2 separate regions of the Mus musculus genome follow, and region 2 is linked to region 1. A link is a contact called in public HiChIP or PLAC-seq data. All regions are on one chromosome and are shown on one strand. The core of a region is the stretch at or near the end of the contact, and the rest is flanking DNA. Distances in the headings are between cores, read along the strand shown.

What was found. HiChIP or PLAC-seq counts read pairs in DNA pulled down with a chosen protein or histone mark.
Region 2: a contact with region 1 is called in a BATF HiChIP or PLAC-seq map of CD8 T cells, with 6 read pairs. The contact joins the enhancer-like site here to the promoter of Trim69 in region 1. A contact is called at or near these places in 2 of 15 datasets of contacts at CTCF or cohesin (CD8 T cells and the NIH/3T3 cell line), 2 of 115 datasets of contacts at active chromatin or transcription factors (CD8 T cells and embryonic stem cells) and 3 of 9 other capture datasets (adipose tissue, liver and pancreatic islet).

Annotation. Positions count from the first base shown.
Region 1 is chr2:122,157,443-122,162,133 of GRCm38.p6, reverse strand. Trim69 (tripartite motif-containing 69) reads right to left here and starts at 1,426. Exons shown (of 7, transcript NM_080510.3): 1 at 1,238-1,426. The coding sequence starts at 1,243. All of the region lies in intron 2 of Patl2 (protein associated with topoisomerase II homolog 2 (yeast)), which reads left to right.
Region 2 is chr2:122,204,946-122,209,624 of GRCm38.p6, reverse strand. It overlaps Terb2 (telomere repeat binding bouquet formation protein 2), which reads right to left. Exons shown (of 7, transcript NM_028914.1): 7 at 3,232-4,679. The coding sequence ends at 4,669. It also overlaps the pseudogene Gm14050. Among named protein-coding and RNA genes, the nearest start is that of Terb2, 21 kb to the right of the region's middle. Within about 2 kb of position 2,739, at least 23 of the 459 cell types and tissues checked have an H3K27ac peak or open chromatin away from gene starts, as enhancers often do. A contact at or near this core is called in CD8 T cells, where this site is marked.

The DNA.
Region 1 (4,691 bases), core at 177-2,676:
TAAAAAACATTTATAGCCTAGTGGTGGTGGCGCACACCTTTAATCCAAGCACTCAGGAGGCAGAGGCAGGCAGATCTCTGTGAGTTCAAGGCCAGCCTGGTCTACAGATGGAATTCCGGGACAGCCAGGGCTACACAGCAAAACCCTGACTTAAAACAAAACAAACAATTACAGAAAAAACCAACGAGGAAAGCTGTTGCATTACATTAACTATGCCACTGTCCTCTGTCTCTTCCTGAGCTCTTATGGCCAGCACATTACTTGGCTGTGGTAGGGGCTTAAGGAATGTGTTGGAAGTAGCTTGTCTGAATCTCTGCTCTTTAAGAATACTCTTGGTCTCCACCCTCTTGAAACCTGAAACCCTCTCCTTTGGCCCCGAGTGCACTACTACCCTGGTTCTTTCCCCATGAGTAATTTCCATCCCCCTTTCTATTCTTAGTATCTTCTCTGGCTTTCTTCTAGCTCTGCTCTCTTTTAACAAGTGAGTAATTTCCTGACTTCGTGTTCAGCCTCACAGAAGTAAATCCTAAATCTGTACCTCTGGGTTCTGACCCACTCGGCATCCGGATCCATGTACTGAGATTCCTTGATGGGTTTCCGTGGAAACCCGGCTTCCTTAAAGTAAATCGATGTTTTCTTTTGTCTGTCAACACTAAAGTTTAGAATACTAACTTCCTTTACTTTAGTTTTAAGGTGTTAATTTAAGACGTTTAACTGGGCTGGTGAGATGGCTCAGCAGGAAAAGATGCTTGCTCCCAAGCCCGACGACCCAAACTCAGTCCCTGAGATCCACATGGTGGAAAGAGTGAACCTAATCCTGCAGATTTTCCTCTGACTTCCACACATGTGCTCTGGTATGCACGCCCACATATCTACACAAAATACACAAATGTGATTTCTAAAAATGTTTAACTGCACCTCTGTTGTAAATATAACATACCAAGACCTATAGTATGAAAAAATGTTATAACTAATAATTCTTCATCTAAAGATAGTAGTTATATTGATAAAGAGGTTAACTTTTGTATAATGTTTGTCTTAATTATCAAAAAGTTATGGTGGACCTCCTTACTTTCTTACCCACATCTCTAATTTCTGTTTATCCAAAGGCCTAGAGTTTAGAAGGTAAAGGCTACATGTTAAATATTTCTTTGATTTCCCTTCTTGATCCACAATCAATACCCTGTTTCCTACCCTGTGTGTAGAAAACCCGCTGAGTGGTTAGAGAATAACTTACCTCCATGAAACTTGGTCATTAGGCCACCAGGGGGCAGAGTCAGGCAACTTGGCTTTGCTCAGTGAGCCCAGGATGGCTGCAGACCAAGAGTTCTGGGCCTGTTAGTATGCTAGGAATGGACTCAGAGCCCATGAGAGGAGGAGGGAGAAGAGAGTTCAGGAGCTGAAGAAGACAGACAAGGCCAAAGCTAGAGATCCAGCAGGTTCCGTGACAGTTTGTCAGTTGCTTTGATGATATTCGCGTCTGAGATAGACAAACTCTGATTGGATTGGAATGACCTGCCAACCCCTTTTATTATTTTATTTGGGATGGGATTCTTTTAAACTTCAGGTGGTAATCTAATTTTTAAATGTTTAATCTTGAGTTATGTGTGAGTATGTTTGTGCTCGAGTGTGTGTCATGTATGGAGGTGCCCACAGAGGCCAGAGAGGTGGATCAAATTCCCTGGAGCTGGAGTTACAAGTAGTTGTGAACTACCTGATGTGAGTACTGGGAGCCAAACTCTGGTCCTCTGTAAGCACCATAAATACTCTTAATGGCTGAGCCATCTCTCCAGCCCTGGTAATGTAATTTTAAGGTTTTCAGATCTCACTTGGGAATGAGGCTGCTCGAGGGAAGAGAGAACAAACAGCAGCATCAGCTGTACCCCTGACTGGAGCGGCTTCTCTTTATCCTAGCTGGACCCGTCACCTCCAGACACAGAGCCTTTCAGGGGTAGCTGTTTGGCTCTCCCTGTCTTCTTGGCATCTCCTGAAGCAGACCTGATCAAGTAGCAGGGTCTGGAGCTGGACCCTAAGGCAGCAGGGAAAGATGCTGTTCACACAGCTTTCTCTAAAAGTCTAAGTAAGCACTTTTAGCTTAGACGCTCGTCCCTAGACCATGCTCAAGTCTGGGAGCCCGCGGGTTTGATGTTTTGCTTACAGTAATTCTAACTCAGTATATTGCCTTGAGTGGTTAGTGTCTGCCTGCTATCCAGCCTTAGCATGGACAACAGCATGCCAGAGTTAGAGACTGCCCACAAATGCCTTGCTTCTCTGGCTTTGCACAGGCTGCCCCTCCTGCCAAGAGAGTTGCTGAGAAGTCAGAGCAGGCTGTGTGCAGCAGCAGCACCTGGCAGATGTTTCTATCACTGCTCTGGGTATACTACATTCTTCCTTTCATTAAACCGATTTGTCTTCAGATCTCTTTCCCAAGAAACCGCAAGCTTCTTGTGAGAAAGAACTGTCTTCTTAGCCCCCAGGCCTTCCATGCTATCACTCTGTAGTAAACACTGGCTTAGTGAGAGAGTTCGAGGGGCCCTGTGAATGATCTGCACACCCTCCTTCTGTCTGCTTGTTTTCTTAGATTTCAGGGTTATTGTCGTTGTTTGTGTTTGTTGTTTGGTTGATTGGTTTGGGTGGGTTTTGTTGTTATTTTGTATTTGTTTTGGATTTTGGTTTTCAAGACAGAGTTTCTCTACATAGCCTACATTCTGGCTGTCCTAGAACTCACTATGTAGACTAAGCTGGCTTCAAACTCACAGAGATTTCACCTACCTCTGCCTCCCAAGTGCTGGGAATAAATGCCCTGCATGCATGTTTTGTTTCTGTGTTTGGTGCTAAGGTTGAGCGGAGTGCCTTGTAGACAAGCTCCCTAATCACCGGCCTGCCCCAGCTTCTCTCCAGTGGACCACTGAACAACAGCTGCTATTCTGGCTTGTTAGGGAAAAGAGAGAGAGAGAGAAGAGAGTGGTTCATTCACAAAAAGCAGTCTCCTGGCAGGATAGGCAGGAGCATGGTAACACCGCACTGCCAGCCTCAGCCTCTCTGTCTTCCCTGGGCAGGGTCGTTGAGACAGGTGGAGCCAGATCTGGGGATCATGGCTTTTACATGCCGCAAAAGAAAGGGATGTAAGCCACAAGAACTGTTCATCTACTGAAAACTAGGAGGGGAGGAAGGCTGTCGCTCTCCAGTGCATTCCCGAGGAATGTCTTCTGTAGTTTGAGGGTTATCATCCATGTGACTCTCAAGTGCCTTCCCATGCAAACTGGACCCTCAGGATAACCAGGTAATGTGTGACTTACTGGACTCTTGTGAGTTAAGTCAACTTCTCCAAGCTGAAGATGCTCACAGATAAAGCCAGACACGTGACTCTCCCAGAGCTCTCTGTTACACATCCCAGGCCGTGCCAAGAGTTAGCATTTTTCTTTAGACGCAGGAACTCTCAGGCTTGTCTGGAATTCATCCCTGGGACTGCCAGAATATAAATGCGTTCTTGTATTTACTATGGTTTTGGCTTCAGTAAGAGATTTGCACCAAAGTTTAAAGCCAGTGTAAAGCCCCCTGCATCTCACAGCTGTTGGTCAGTCCCCAGCTGATTTACATAAGAATTTAGAGCTCAGGCTTTATGCAATATTTGAACTCTGATTCTGGTTTCAGTTTGCTCTCCACCTCCACACTCACTGCACTCCAGCAAGGCCAGCACTACTCAGTGAGATTCCTTGGCTTTGTTTTCGGAGATAGTCTCATTTATGTAATCCAGTTGGGCTCGGCTCACCTTCTTTCCTCTCTCTGTCTCCCAAGTGTTGGAACATCAAGATAAGGCGAGTTTGATTCCCAGGACCCACCCACATGGTGGAAGGAGAGAATTGACTCTCTCAAGCTGTCCTCTGTCCTACATATACATGCTGTGGCATGTGCATCCACGAAAAAAAATAAATAAATAAATAAATAATGTGAAAATAATAGCAAAAATGGTGAGGAATGGTGAGGAACAATATCCTACATCATCCTCTGGCCTCCAAGTGCGTGTTCACGTTCACACAGACACTAGAAAAATAAATGTAATGTGAAGCTAAAGATTTAAGATTGATAATAGTATTAGGTGTATTTGGGGGGTTTGGAAAACACATATTCAAAAATTTTAGTTACGGATTTTAAACTGTGCCTCTCCTCTATTTCATGTCCTGGTGGCAGTGGGAAGACTGTGAACCCAAAAACACTTACAAGAAGAGGACTACAGCTTGTTTAAACCCTAGCAAAACAGTCTAGATAGCCTTTTGTTTATTTGTATTACCAACATAAAACAGGCAGGATGGCTTAGTGGGTAAAGCATTGCTATTAAGCCTCATGACCTGGGTTGGATCCCTGAGTCCCACACAGTGGAAGGAGAAGGGACTGACATGCATACCTGTAGCCCTACAACTCAGGAGGCAGAGGTGGAAGAAGGAGTGCAAAGCCAGTCTGGGCTACACAAAACCCTGTCTTTAAAAACAATCTTTAGGGCCTGGAAAGATAGTTTGGCAGCTAAGGGGATTTACTGGTTGCTCTTTCTGAGAACCTGGGTTCTCACATGGCAGCTCACAACCTGCTCTAACTCTAGGTCCAGGGGATCCTATGCCCTCCTCTGGCCTCTGAGGGCACCGCACACATGTGGTACACATAAGCACATGCAGGCAAACACTTGTATACAGAAC
Region 2 (4,679 bases), core at 1,490-3,989, 46 kb before region 1:
AAGGCCAACCTTGATGGCCTTGAAGTAGGGTATTACATAGCTCAGGATGGCCTCAAGCTTGCTATGTAGTCTACAAGAGGATGTCATACAACCTGGAGCTATAGTTATAGGCAATTGTGAACTACTTTGTGTGGATGTTGGGAACTGAATGTGAGTCCTCTGAAAGAGCAGTGCTGTGTGTCCTTAATCACTGAGCCATCTTTCCAGCCCAACTAAGAATATTTACATAAATCAATCACATATGCATAATTATTGATGCATTACAAATGACTCTGGTCTAGAGATTAATTTCAGTCGGTAGAGGGCAAGTTTAGCAGGCAGGAAGTCCCAGACCTCATAAACTGGGCATGATGGCACATACCTGAATCCCAGCATGCACATAAAGTGGTTCACAATTGCCTGTAACTATAGTTCCAGGTCGTATGACATCCTCTTCTAAACAAGTACACATACACATAATTTAAAATTTAAAAAGATTTCTTTTAATAAGTGTTCCATGTATATTTAAAAGTAATTATTGACTATAATTATTAATATTCTGTTGTTTCAAGTAAGTAAAGGCCCTTAGCTTGTGTATTTAAGTCTATATACTTAATTTTTTGGTTTGCTTTTATAAGTTACTGAGTGAGATATATGACAAATCTTCACTATGATTCTATATTCGACTATTTTCCTTTTAGTCACCCCACCCCCAACTGGTCACGCTTCAAGTTCCTAGTTCTAGAACTTCTTGCTTTGTGTTTTCTCTTCTTTTACTGTCAATATTTATTTGTTTAGATATTTAAACTAACATAATGAGTTTCATTATGAAACTTTTATATATATATATGAAAAAGATATATATATATGAAAAAGAATATATATATACATATATATATAGTCTTTTTTTTTTTTTTCGAGACAGGGTTTCTCTGTGTAGTCCTGGCTGTCCTGGAACTCACTCTGTAGACCAGGCTGGCCTTGAACTCAGAAATCTGCCTGCCTCTGCCTCCCGAGTGCTGGGATTAAAGGCATGCCACCATCACCCAGCCACACATTTCTTAATGTAGTAAAAACAAATTGTTAAGTGGGAGTGGTGAAGGGAAATTTTTTTTAATTAAAAAAAAAAAAGTTAACACAACAGAAAAACAAAGAGCAAGCCCCTCGGTCCCTCTATGGTATATTGACTTCGAGTCCTCCAGCTAAACTCCAAGAGTGGTACAGCTGGGCCAGGGTTCTTTTTCCCACTTTTTCAAGAATCTCCATGCTGACTGCCATAGTGACTACACTAGTTAATTCTAGTACCAGGACTGACATGGAGTTGAAGCAGCAGGGATGACTGGGTGACCCCAGGAAGGCTCCCAAGGAAAAGTGGACAAGGGTGATCAGCAAACATAAGAGCCCCATGGCCTCAGGCAGGGCAAAGCCCAAAATGGAATAGAAGAGCTATTGTTTGAGAGATGGGGTCCCCCAGTTGTTTGGCAGTATAAAGCTGCCCAATACTGTTCAATGCAGGTCTGTCCCTGGTCCAGCCACCACCAATAAACTTGGCTGCTGTGTCAATGTCCTGGGAGAAAACTGTGGTCTGGAACACCTGTCTGGCCACCTGGAAGGGATCTGCTCTAGGAAGGTGTTTAGATGGATGCTCTTCTCAGGGGGGAGGCAGACCCCTGCTGCAGGAGCCAATCAGAACTGGAGAAGCAAGCAGGGCTTTGGCACTCTGCATCTTTCCTGTCTCTCAACTTTAGCCTTTGGTCTCTGGGAATTAAACATCTGGGCTGAGCATTCATCCCTTTAGAATCGAAGGATATAACTTATCTTTTTACTTTATACAAGACCACAGCCAAGCAACTGTAATTTTTAAAACCTTTTTATTTTACGTGCATTGGTGCTTTGCCTGAATATATGTCTGTGAAGGTGTCAGATCATGTAGTTACAGATAGTTGTAAGCAGACATGTGGGTGCTGGGAAATGAACCAGGGTCCTCTGGAAGAACAGTCAGTGCTCTTACCTGCTGAGCTATCTCTCTAGCATCCACATGTCAGTGACTGTAATTTTAAAGTGTTGGAATTGTTGAAAACTACGGGGACTTTAAAGCTGGACTGGGTGCACTTGATGTTATAACATGGTCATGAGACTATGTGGACAAGGAGAGGAAGGTTATGACTTAAAGGTAATGTTTGGGTGTTTAGTTGACAGAGGGTGGAACTGTGAGAGTTAACTGTGAACTTGTCAAGATCTGGAACCACCTGGGAGACGGCCCTCTGAGCGTGCATGTAGGGGACCATGTAGGGGACCATGTAGGGGGTCATGTAGGGATCGTGTTGATTAGTTAACTGAAGGGGACCACTGTGAGTGAGGCCACTCCCTGGCTGGGATTATGGATTTTATAAATGGAAATGGGGGACCTGAGCAGCAGCCTGCGTGTCTCTCCAGCCCTGCTTCTTGAGCATGGATGGGATACAGACAACTGCCTTAAGCTCATGAGCCTGGACTCCTCTGCCATGTGTCCCTGTCAGGTCCAAAGGGAACTTCATCCCCCCAATTCTGGCAGTTAGACAAAAGCCAGCATTCCTCAGGCATTTGTGAAGCAGGTTTCCCTTTGCCAAAAGGAGCCATTTCCCCATCACTGTCAGAAGGGACAAATGGCTGTCCATGGTGGTTATTAGAATATCAAAGTGCATGCTGGGCTCCAGGCTCCCTCAGTATTACTAGGACCTGTTACACAGTTCAAAGTCCACTCTAGCACCACAGCCCTTCTCACCTCCTCCCCTGAACTTCTCAACTCCCAGACTTCCTGTCTGTTTCTCACTCTCCTTATAAGTCCATTACTGTCAGCTGTGCTCTCTTCTGCCTCAACGCTCCTTTGTCTTCATTTCACTTTCTCCCCCTTTCCCTCAGCCCTGCTCTGCTTCCCTCCTGCCCAGGCCACATTCAACCTATCACTCCCTTTGCTCTGGCCTCTTCCAGATGTTCTGTCCTTCATATCTACAGTAAAACCTTAACCATTCCATGGAGCAGTCACGTCATCAGTCTATGCAGCTCTACCTTGACCTGTGAGCCAGAATAAATCCTTTCCTCTTAAATTGTCTTTATCAGAGTATTTTATTTAACAAATAAGAAACTAAGACATGTCTTGAAAAAGGTATAGTATCAGCTAATTTTACTGCCCCTGGCAGTATTCCAAAAACATATGTATTGTATTTGCATTGTCTATCTGAAATTATAATCACTTTGAGAAACATTTGTTTTGTTGGAGGTTTTTATTCACTATGTTAATCCATGTACATGTTGGAGAAACATTAAATACTCTTAAAATAATACCAATGTAAACAACTTAGTGTAAACTTACGTAATACTTTTAATTATTAATTTTAAATCTACAGGTAGGCTTGGTTTCTATGTAAAACCTAATCAATAGAACATGACTAAGATAAAGTGTTCAGGAAGAGACAATATTTAATGTTTCAGGAAAAGATAATTATCAGATTTTTTTTATTTATAAGTTCAGAAGGACTTAACCACAGACACAAAAATAAATAAGGAAAAACTAACACACAGACAAAAAAAATAATTCTCAAGCACTGAGGCTGAGATTTGTGTTACAATTTTATGTTCTGAAGTTTGAGTTGTAGGGAAAAGGTAGAGCTGAGGCTCACACGCATCCAAATAACCCACACACAAGACAAAAACATTTTCTTTAGATAATTCTATGCCCGCCAGAAGAACAAGCAGGTCTAAGTAGACATCTTCAAAAGAATTCCACTTATGTCTACAGAAAGTAATTAGCCCACCAAACTCTAAGTAAAGAAGTGGTTTCATGGGCTTGAACACAGGACCTTCTACACGCTGTATAGAGGCTTTGTAACTGGCCTCTTCTAACTTTTAACTCTGAGACAGGGACTTAGGAAGTTGCCCAGGCTGGCTAGGGCTTTCTATGCTCCTGCCTCAGTCATCCAAGTACCTAAAATTACAGGTCAGTACCAAACCCAGCAAAACTGCCTTCTTGAGATCGCCACATTTCTAGATTTATGTAAGACACAAAGCTAGCTCCAGAAGCACACAGCTACAGTTTCAGTTGATTTGGAATGCATTGAGGTGAGAACTTTACTTGGAGCTAGAGGTCAGCTTGAGTAACACATGCGATACACAGATCCTGATACAGAGGCTCCAGCATGGCCATACAGGAAAACCAGCTTGGAAAATCAGGAAAGTCACATTCCAGATTGGGTTGTGCCTCATTTAGTCACTCTGGCAAGACACCTCACAAGGGCTTCATTTCCTCATAAGCCCTGGTGCTGGCCTCAAGCTTCACCACGGGATTGTCAGGCACCTGACTCACTATGTTTCAGAAATAAACATTTACAGTTCAAGTATAGTCTCCTAGTTTATTTTAAATCAAAATAACCCAACAGCACAATAAAGGCTAGCATTTCAATATTGAACCTAGAAAAATATATACAATATTAAAGTCAAAATCAAGGAACCTTTGACAGAGTTGTTTTAAGTGTATTTGGATGACAATAACTCACAACTTATGAATATGTCACAAAATTCAGTGGTCAAATGATTCTAAGTTTTCTCAGGACACATATTAAGAAAGAAAATAATTCTTTCTCCTTTCACGTTTAAATTATACACATCATACTATTTTATAAAAAAAAGCAAGTGTCCAGATGTAAGTACAGCTTAACTTAGTT